Regions from separate parts of the Mus musculus genome. Here region 2 is linked to region 1. Evidence: chromatin contacts called from public HiChIP or PLAC-seq data. All regions are on one chromosome and are shown on one strand. Each heading gives the region's core, a stretch centred on a gene start, on an enhancer-like site or on the middle of the called end of the contact. The rest is flanking DNA. Distances are from core to core; before and after follow the strand shown. Region 1 has its middle 11 kb from the start of Hacd4. Region 2 has its middle 7.5 kb from the start of Ifnb1.

Evidence for each region. HiChIP or PLAC-seq counts read pairs in DNA pulled down with a chosen protein or histone mark.
Region 2: an H3K27ac HiChIP or PLAC-seq map of microglia shows a contact between it and region 1, with 5 times the contacts expected there. The contact joins two enhancer-like sites. A contact is called at or near these places in 1 of 39 promoter capture datasets (macrophages), 1 of 15 datasets of contacts at CTCF or cohesin (CD8 T cells), 5 of 484 Hi-C or Micro-C datasets (the C2C12 cell line, Th1 cells, bone marrow-derived macrophages and 2 more), 3 of 115 datasets of contacts at active chromatin or transcription factors (bone marrow-derived macrophages, extraembryonic endoderm stem cells and microglia) and 1 of 9 other capture datasets (liver).

Annotation. Positions count from the first base shown.
Region 1 is chr4:88,447,580-88,453,011 of GRCm38.p6, forward strand. No RefSeq gene overlaps it. Among named protein-coding and RNA genes, the nearest start is that of Hacd4, 11 kb to the left of the region's middle. Within about 2 kb of position 2,737, at least 64 of the 459 cell types and tissues checked have an H3K27ac peak or open chromatin away from gene starts, as enhancers often do. A contact at or near this core is called in CD8 T cells, bone marrow-derived macrophages, hematopoietic stem cells and 1 more, where this site is marked.
Region 2 is chr4:88,512,569-88,518,005 of GRCm38.p6, forward strand. No RefSeq gene overlaps it. Among named protein-coding and RNA genes, the nearest start is that of Ifnb1, 7.5 kb to the right of the region's middle. Within about 2 kb of position 3,288, at least 127 of the 459 cell types and tissues checked have an H3K27ac peak or open chromatin away from gene starts, as enhancers often do. A contact at or near this core is called in CD8 T cells, bone marrow-derived macrophages, hematopoietic stem cells and 1 more, where this site is marked.

The DNA of each region.
Region 1 (5,432 bases), core at 1,487-3,986:
TCCTGCTGGACCTGGGTGCTGCCCTAAATAGAGGGAATGGGGCTTCTCTAAGAATTCACAGGCTTTCTTGTACCTGGCGGAGAAAGCTGACACTACTGGCTTGTAGTTCTTCCAAGATGTTTAGAAACTTTGTTACCGTACCGCATCTTTGGTACAGAGGCCATACTAGGTGGAGGTAAGGGGTCCAGGGCACAGACTTTTTGAAAGGTGTCCTTTTGGGCTTCAGTATAAGGAGCTGGAACCTCTCAAGGTTTGCAGTCCAGGATCTCCTGATCATCCCTACACGCCCCCTGGGAGCGGGGCGGGGCGGGGTGGGGGGTGGGGCTTAGCCTGGGCCTGTGGCACCGAAGGGAGAAATAACAGGGCGGTGGCTACAATCTACTATTTTAATTCCCTAGGCTAGTGTGGTTCCTTTATGGCTTCCTCCTTAGTTTCTTTTCTCTATGGCTTATTTTAAAAGTCAGCCTACTGTGCCCCAAGTGTTGCTATCATTAAAGTAGTCTTTAGGAGAATTTGGAAATTTCTTTCTTTTCTTCTTGCCAAAGGGACTCTCTTTGGGATGCCCTGCTGAGCCAGCGAAAAGCTAAGCAGGGTGCAGGTACCTTGCTTTACTATATCACTACAAAATGTCCGGACCGAGGTCCAGATGGAACTGGCCAGTGATAAACAATGTCACACACAAACAAATAGAAGAAGAAATTTATGCTATGGTTCCAAACTGCTATCCTTATTACAGATATATAAAAAAAAAGGTCTTATTTAAACTAAACAATTTAAATTATATAAGATTATATTTCTGTATATCCTTGTTCTATGACTTGCCTGTGTTTAACAGAACCCGATCAATCCATTTTATTAATTACTGCGGGGAGTCATACATAGAAAAAGCACTTAATATTGTTTTTAAGATAAAAATTTAATAGGAAATTGAGAGCTTTTTTTGCTCTAGATATAAAGTGTTAAAGGGAGATAACTATTATATTTATTGATTGTATGGAATTATTTGTGTTATATTCTGATAATTTTTAAGACAGTGTTTGTTGAATATTCTAAAGGAAATCATTTTAAAATTAATTAACCTGTAAAAATGTTAGGCATTATGGTTGTAAATCAAGAAATAGAACTTAAACTTTATACATTATTGAATAAGGACAATTAAACAATATTAGATATTCTAAGCATTTATACATTAATTTATTGAAAAGCTACCATCTTTTCCTGGGTGTTTAAACAGATGAGCATAGTTCATGGCACCTGCTGTTGTTTGTTTGTTGCTTGGTTGCTTGTTTGTTTGTTTGGTTGGTTGGCTGGTTGTAAACCTCGTGTTAAACAGCTGGGCCTTCTCTCCATAGCATGTCTTTGTGAGGATTAATAATGCTGGTCCCCAAAGAAATATACTCAGCAATATTCCTCCTTTGAGTAACAGATTCCAGAAACCAAGAAAAAGGGGCGAGTCACCTCTCAGATCCCTCTTTCATATCACATTCCTAACTTGACTGTTTTCTCAGTGTGATGACATTTGTGAAAAAGACCAGACAGCTCTGTATGAATATCTCTAATAGAATCTTATGAGTCACTCTATGGTGCAGACTTACTCTCTCCATAAAAGCTGCTCTGAGAGTGCTGTCAGTTTCCTGACTCCATTCACGTATTGGGTCACATGTTCACTCTGACTTGAGCACACTTTCTACTGATTTGTTCATCCAAAGCTTGGCACAAGACCTCCTGCTGAGGGTCCTTGCTGGACATTTAGACCAGAATGAATGCAAAGGTGAGAAAACATTTTCTCCATTCTCAATCAGTCTAAAATTTCACGAGCTCAGGAATATATATATCTTTTTATGTTCAGAAGTACTGCAAAGAAATTACAGGAGGCCATAAATTTTCCATCACAAGGCTTGAGTTCAAGCTAGCATTCACTTCTCTGTGATCTCAGAAATGTATCAAAGTCGGCCTGAGACTCAGCAAATGTATTGGTTTATTTAGTAATTTATTTGTCAGGGTTATCTGACAGAAGAGAACTATAAAGTATTAGTTTATAGTTTATAAACTATAAAGTGAACACATGTTAAATATTTGTCAGATTGACTTATACAATGTAGTCTCCATAGTTTAACAATGGCTGTCTTCACACTGCTGAGGCTGACAGTAGATAGCTGTGGGGCCACAAGACTTGGTATCTTGGAAGTTTTGATCTGGTGCTGAAGACCTGGAGGATCCTGGGAGAACAGCTGTTCTTCATTTATATTGGAATATTGAGGATGCGGTCCAATGTCAGTTAAGAATGTAGCAGCAGCAGCAGCAGCAACAACAGGGTAGATGAACTTTCAAACAGGGTACATACAGTCTCAGGTGAGATGCTAAGAAATGCACACCAAAGGAAATTCTTTCATCTGACCTCCTTATATCTGGCTGACATCATCAGAAAGTGCTGCCCACAGTTAGGCCAGCTTCTGTCATTACAACTAACCTAATCAAGAAAATCCCTCCCAAGTATGCCCAGGGGCATGTATCAAAATTAGCTGTCACAATTTGATTATTATTTGCCTTCATTTTATTTATTTTTGATACTGAGGATTCAACAAGGCAAGCACTCAGTCTACCACAGAGCCTGCTCTACCTGTGAGAAAGGCTACATGTAGGCAACAAAACCACATGGGTAAGACTTCCTCTGTTTGGTGCCCATACAGCCTCTTAGCCACTAAACTCTATGCTTAGTCACAGCTGTCTGCACAGACTTACTGGGGCTGCCTAGGGCAAACAACAGGATGTGAAAGTTTGACTACTTGAGAGGACTGAAGGAAGCTGCAAGATGGGTGGAAGTTATAAATTTGCTGTTGGGGGCATTGAAAGCCATTGGAAGTTTTCCTCATTACAGGGAAGCTTTTATGGGGTTGTTTCAGGGGGTTTGAAGAAATCATGACTGAGGCAATGTTTCCAAAAGCCAAAGCCACAGTTTTGGCAATAGGCTGATCACAGCAGTGAGTTCTGAGATCAGAACAGGCACCTTGAGCAGCTATGAGTATAGAGCACCTTAAAGTTATGAGGACAGCTCCTGTAGCACAGAGCAGCTGGTTGGATGACAGCTCCACTTCTGTCAATACAGTAGGGCATTCACAGAATGATGACTGTCACTGCTTCCCCTGGAACCTCAGGTACCATCACGTATAATCCTGATGAACTTGGAGTCTGGGGCGGCACAATAGTGATAACAGTGATTCCTGATCCAACTACAGGGTGCAGAGGATGAGGAGATGGAAGCCAAGGCAGGAACTCAAGCAATGCAGGGACCTAGAGACAAGAACTAAAGCAGAGACCATGGAGGGTTGTTGCTTTCTGGCTTGCTCTGCTTGACTTTTTTAGACAACGTAGAAACACCTGGCAGGGGGTGATATAGCCTCTGGTGGGATGGATCCATCCACATCAGTCATTTATTATTTTTATTATTGTTGTTATTATTATTTATTATTGTATGATATAAAGTAGTAAATAATAATAACAACAACAGCATCAACAATAATAATAACAACATTAGTCCAGAAACTTAGAATACCTAAGATATACGATACAATTTGCAAAACACAGGAAACTCAAGAAGAAAGAAGACCAAAGTGTGGACACCTTGCCACTTCTTAGAATTGAGAACAAAACACCCATGGAAGGAGTTACAGAGAAAAAGTTTGGAGCTGAGACAAAAGGATGGACCATCTAGAAACTGTCATATCCGGGGATCCATCCCATAATTAGCTTCCAAACGCAGATACCATTGCATACACCAGCAAGATTTTGCTGAAAGGACCCAGATATAGCTGTCTCTTGTGAGACTATGCCAGGGCCTAGCAAACACAGAAGTGGATGCTCATAGTCAGCTATTGGATGGATCACAGGGCCCCCAATGGAGGAACTAGAGAAAGTACCCAAGGAGCTAAAGGGATCTGCAACCCTATAGGTGGAACAACAATATGAACTAACCAGTACCCCCCTGGAGCTCGTGTCTCTAGCTGCATATGTATCAGAAAATGGCATAGTCAGCCATCAGTGGAAAGAGAGGCCCATTGGTCATGCAAACTTTATTTGCCTCAGTACAGAGGAACACCAGGGCCAAGAAGTGGGAGTGGATGGGTGGGGGAGCATGTGGGGGACTTTTGGGATAGCATTGGAAATGTAAATGAAATAAATGCCTAATTAAACAAACAAAAAAATCCCACAGACTCTTCTACAGGCCACTCAGATTAAGGCACTTTCTTTTCTTTCATTTTTTAATTAACAATTCCATTCATTTACACCTCAAATGATATCCCACTTCCCAGTTATCTTCTCCACCAATCCCCCTTCCCATGATATCCCACTTCCCAGTTACCCCTCTATCAACCCCCCCCATTCCACCCTTGCCTTCCCCCTCCCTTTTGCCTGTATGTAAGTGCTTTTAGGAAAACACAACCAAACAGGTGATGGAATTGAACAAAACCATACAAGACATAAAAAGGGAAGTAGACACAATAAAGAAAACACAAACTGAGGCAATGCTGGATATAGAAAACCTAGGAAAGAAATCTGGAACCATTGATGTGAGAGCATCAGCAGCAGAATACAAGAGATGGAAGAGAGAATCTCAGGTGCAGAAGATTCCATAGAGAACACGGACACAACAATCAAAAACAATGCAAAATGCAAAAAGATCCTAAGTCAAAACATCAAGGAAATCCAGGATACAATGAGAAGACCAAACCTACGGATAATAGGAGTAGATGAGAATGAAGATTTTCAACTTAAAGAGTCAGCAAATATCTTCAACAAAATTATAGAAGAAAACTTCCCAAACCTAAAGAAAGAGATGCCCATGAACATACAAGAAGCCTACAGAACTCCAAATAGGCTGGACCAAAAAAGAAATTCCTCCCGACACATAATAATCAGAAAAACAAATGCACTAAATAAAGAGAGAATATTAAAAGCAGTAAGGAAAAAAGGTCAAATAACATATAGAGACAGGCCTATTAGAATTATACCAGAATTTCACCAGAGACTATGAAAGCCAAAAGATCCTGGACAGATGTTATACAGACCCTAACAGAGCACAAATGCCAGCCCAGGCTACTATACCCAGCCAAACTTTCAATTACCATAGATGGAGAAACCAAAGTATTCCATGACAAAACCAAATTCACACATTATCTTTCCGTGAATCCAGCCCTCCAAAGGATAATAACAGGAAAAAACAAAAAACAAAAAAAAATCAAAAAAATAAAAAAACAAAAAAACAAACAAACAAAAAAATACAAGGACGGAAACTACACCCTAGAAAAAGCAAGAAAGTAATCCTTCAACAAACTTAAAGGAAGACAGCCAGAAGAACAGAATGCCAACTCTAACAACAAAAATAATAGGAAGCAACAATTACTTTTCCTTAATATCTCTGAATATCAATGGAC
Region 2 (5,437 bases), core at 2,038-4,537, 66 kb after region 1:
TCCCTGTGTTACTGGTTGGATTATCTTCTCACCACCCACATACTGAAATGTGAGCCCCCAGTACTTCACCACTTTGACCTGTGGAAATAGTGTTGTTGAAGGTAAATTAGGGTGAGTTGTGTTGGAAGAGGGTGGGCCAAGAGAAGTATTAACCTCGTATAAAGGGAGAGATTAGGGGACGAATACACACAGGGACAAGCATGATTGTTGCAGAGATAGAGTGTCAGCAAACCTCCAGGAATTAGGAGAGAGGCCCCTAGAGAGGACCCCTTCCAATACCTTGCACTCAGATAGTTATCTCCTAGGACCAAGGGGCTGAATGGTTTTGCTTTTCTATGTTACTCAACTTGGGGGATTTTGTTACAGCAGCCTAGGAATCAGATACACCCCCAGGAAATTTTACCAGCATTGAATGTGTAAAGGTATGAGATGGGCTATTAGGCAGAACTGCCATGGCCCTTTTGTGCATAAGGAACACATGTCCTTCACACATGTTGAAAGTTTGATGACATCCGCCATGGACTGAGAAGGCTTTCTACTGTTGCTTGGAAAACAATTGAAATATAATGGAAGCAATGCTCTGTGATGGTCTAAAGTTCACAGTTATGGGAAAGGTAGCAATCTATGTTAAGCTCCTCAAGCGACTTCTTAGGCCCAGCCAGTTCTGGAATGTCTCTGCTGCAGAGACACCCTGGTTAGCATTCTTGAAAGTTCTGGGAACACGGAAATTATTGAGTAGTAGCATCAACTGCTGCTTCCGATTTGATGAAGAACTGCACTTTCAGTCTCTTCAAACATTGGCCATCTGAGAGTGGTGACACTGGGTTGTGTGTGTGAAAAAGGGAAGCTCAGACGAAAGCTGAGAGATTTACAAAGATCGGATCCAGTGATACACATCTACATACGCACCCTCAGTCTTGCTTCAGGCCACCAAGTCTTTGTCTCAGTTTCTCAGCATTTTCTCTCTTTCCCAGTCTCACCCTCTTTCCATCTACCCCTTCCATTCACCCAAGGCTCCTGTCCACAATGAAGGTATGACCATGCCACTTAAAAACCCAGCCTGCTAGGCCTTCAGCCTGCATCCTGACTTTAAGTTCCAGCTCCACGTCTCCCTGCTCTTACCCAGCCCCTGCTTTCTTTTAGCACTGTACTACATGGCATGTCCTGAATTACCATGGTGCTCTTTGCCACCATCTTTTCATTTAAAGTGTCAGTATGGCTTCAAGTCCTAGTTCAAATCTCACCTTTATACAGTCTGTCCAGATCCTATCAAATAGAGGGAGTCCCTTTCCATGGGGTTTCTGCAGGAAATCGCTCATCGTTAGAATGGCATTTATCCAGTTATCAACTTTAGACCAATACATCTGTTTCCTTGTGGAAACAAGCTTCTAGAGTAGAGTGCTTGTGCCTGCTTATCTGTGTGAGCTCAGGGCTGACACAGCATCGGGTACTGCGTGCACTGAGGAAATGTTGCTTGACTTTTGTTGAATGATATAGCTATGTGCTTCTACTTCATATTATCTGAATAATAATAATAATAATAATAATAATAATAATAATAATAATAATAATAAAGAGGCCAGTTAAAGTGAAGGCCTTAGTCATCTTTCTTTAGGTGTTCCAACTGTACTCGGGTTAAAATATTCAATAGGGGAGGGCTAAAGGTTGTTTCATAAATCCTTGTCTTTGCTTATCACACAAGCATCAGCTCATGGAGGAAAGGCAAGGAGGGGCCCAGCCAGGTGTGAGTTAGAATGCCTCTCTATACTTTAAAGGGTAGGCCTATGGAGTAATCCTCACAAAACCTGGATTATGCTGAAAGGTGGGTCATTGCCTGGGTCCATAGGTTTCTAGATGATTTACAGCTCCCTTTACTATTTTCAGACTCAGTGTAAACATATTATGAGATTTCATTTGCTTCAGACACAGCTAAACAGTATTTTCATGCATGTTGCATGAGTCTTTCCCTCTTCTGTCCTTTGAGCTGGTTTTCTTTAATCGGGCCCGTCAAAGAAGGGCACCACCTAGAGGCCAACCAAGCACAGGCTGCAAGCTGGAAGTGGCAACCTGATCCTAAGAGTTAACAGTGGGCACTCCCTGCTAGTTGTTCCTTCCTCCAGCACCCTGGCATGATATCGGCCTATTCTATTACGCCCTATTTTGGGAACACATGCTTATTGCCAATTAGTGTTTGTGGGAATGAGATACTAACAGGGGCTCAAGCAGGACAAATGTCCAATCACAGAGTTAGGGGTCTGCCAGACTCTCATAGGACTCTCTCACACTGCTGGCCCTGATGCTGTGTGGCAGAAACAGGTGTCTAGTACCATGTGGAAAGTGCAAAACCCAGTTCAGATACCTAACACAGGACATCAGCGAAGACTGGTTCTCCTTCCTGCTCATGTCTCCCCACACCTGAGTGCATCTGTTATCCACCTTTGCCTAGACATTTCACACACTTGAAATAACTGGACTTGCTTTTTAAAGTAGCCAGGTAATCACAATTGGAACTCTAGGAAAGCATTAGCCATATGTGTTATCATACATGTTCAATATATTAATTCGTTCCCACCACCTGCCATTATGGTAAAAGTAACACTTATGTAGATTCCATTATGACAACAATTCTTCATCAGCAGCCTGATTATTTGGGACTTGATCTCAGGAAGGGTGCTCTGGAAAGCACATCTAGTTTGATGTTAAGAAATTCCATAATTGTTTATTTGCTTTGAAGTTAAACATTGGACATTTTCTTTTGGATTGGTGCTAGACTGAATCAGACAGCCTCCTGGCTTCTCACAGCAACCCTGAAGAGCTTCCGGTAGTATTATTCCTAATTTACATAATGTCTCCAATATGATCCACTTAGCACGTGGCTGAGGCCATCAGTTCTCAGGTTTGTATTACACCATACTCTAGGCTTTTGTTATCAAAGTATACCTAGCTTTTCTTTTTTAAACATTTGAGCCTTTAAAAATTATAGTTTCTAATTCATGCATTAAGATTGGTAGGTTATTTTCTGCTTTGAAAGTTGTCTGACCTCTGGATTTTCCTACAAACTTAAAATGAGCTAATCCATTAATTAAAACTCGAAGGGAAAGAGAAATGTGTTGTGTCTCTCTTCGGAACAAACAGCGCAGCCCATTCTCATTCTTTAACATTCCTATGAGATAACGAAAGCAGTGTGGGTCAGACTTGAAAAGGAAACTGCACGCAGAGAGGTTTCATGCTTGTGCAGGATAAAACGGGCTTGGTTGAAAGAAGGAAATGCAGCCAGCCAGGGGACATGATGACTCAGTGCAACCAGTTACCTCCAGAACCTTCAGGGTGGAAGCAGAGTTGGGAGGTGGGGGAGCAGAAGGAGATGGGAATTTCTAGCTCTTATCTCTAGAGGAGGAAGGGGGACTGCTCTTCTAAACGGGGGGGGGGGGGGGGAGGCAGCCCCTTCAGTGATGGGTCCTATGAGACCCTAGCAGTCAGTGTAACTCTTGGCACAAAGCCAGAGGCTGTAATGCTGCAGTGTGAGTCACTGGGCAGTAGGGCTTCATACTCCATTACTGCAACTAAGTACTTTATAGATGAATGAAATATCAGTTGACTTGGAGGTCAACAATAGCAGAGTGTGACCTCTGGTACAGTGATGCCTCTGCTTTTTGCCAGACTATGCAGCCTGCTGAGCCTCACAGGGCCCCCCTTGGCTTCCTTACGTACAAAGATGCCTGAAAGGGTATCAGGAAAGTTATATAAAATGATCTATCTGATACCCCCTAAGTCATCTTTCAGCAGAATCCACTGCAGAAAGAAATTCCTTAAGAAATGTATTTATCACTGTAATACTTGCATCACGATGAGCTTATGTGATCCAGAAGTTTTCCTTCTGAGCATGTATTGCAAAGAAGTAAAAGATGGGACTTGATATCATATGCTCATATGTTCATATGCTCATGTTCAGAGTAGCAGCATTCACATTAACTAAGAGGAGAGGCTCAGATAGACTGAGACAGAGAGATGATGTTTGACAAGATAAACACAATGTGGTTCAGTGGTGTGGGTGTGTGTTTATGTGGTGTGTATTTGTGTTGTATATGTGTGGTGTGCATGTGGGGTGTGTGTATGCTATTTGTGTCTATGATGGGTCTATAGGGTCTATAGGGTGTGTGGTGTATAGTGTTTGTGTGTGGTGTGTGGAGGGTGTATGTGTATGTGGTGTGTTGTATCTGTATTATGTTGTGTGTTGTGTCTGTGCTGTGTATGTGTGGTGTATGTTTGTGTTGTGTTTTGTACTTGCACAACAGAACTTGAATTTAGTAAAAAGTAAAACTGACACATGAACTATATGCATCTAAGAGGAATACTTTGTTAATTCTTGACAAGCATGAACTCCCCGAGACCATTACCACAATCGAGCTGATGACCATCCATGTCCCAAGGCTCTTACTGTGTCTCACATGGCTTCTCTCCTCAATGCAACTGCCCCAAATCCCCAGGTAACCACCAACCCATTTTATGTCATGTAGATTAGTTTTTAGTTCTAGAAATAGATTGACACAGAGTTTACTACTTTTGAACCACTTTCTTTTTTAAAAAATAATATTGTGTCTTTTCAAAGTCTATATAAATCACTTTGAGCATCTTGACTTCTCTAACTATTCTCTGATCCTACTGCCCTACCCAGCCCAACTTTGTGTCCTGTTTTGAAAACTCACTCTTGCGGGGGGCATCCCTGGCATGTGGTCAACTGTCTAGTTGGACTACCCTTTTATATTCAACATTATTATTTAGAGAGTCATTAATGCGGCTGCATCTACTGGTGATTCATGGTTTTTTTTCCCTGCTAAATAGAATTTCATTATATGGATCTATTTATTCGTTCATTTGTGATGTGGTTGGTTTATTGCTAGTTTCAGATTATTATATAGCTCCTAGAATATTTATAAGCAATTCTCTGTTAGATAAAGAATTTATTTGGGAGAGGAGTTGTTGAATAAGATGTTTTCTATCTATCTGTCTGTCTGTCTAATCTTTGCCTTTTTAAGAAACTCCCAAATGGCTTTCCAAAGGAGCCTGTAGTTCTTATTTGGGGAACAGTGAATGAAAGTTACTACATATTCTTATTGATACTTGATTCTTTTTTCAACCTTGGCCATCATAAGAAGTTTGCAGAATGCCTCTTGTGGGTTAGATTGAATTAACTGAGCCTGGTCAAGCCTCACAGCCTCTTGTTGTAGTAGCCATGTGTCTTCTTTGGTGAAGTGGTGGTTCAAAATCTTGCTCATTTTTTTTAGTGGGTCATATTTGTTTTCTTACCACTGAGTTTTGGGGGTCTTTATTGGTGCAAATCGTTTATCAGCTATATGTGGCTGGAAGATCTATTCACACAGTTTATTTTGTCTTTTTATTTTTGAGTGAGCTGTATTTGCTTTAAACTAACTATGAT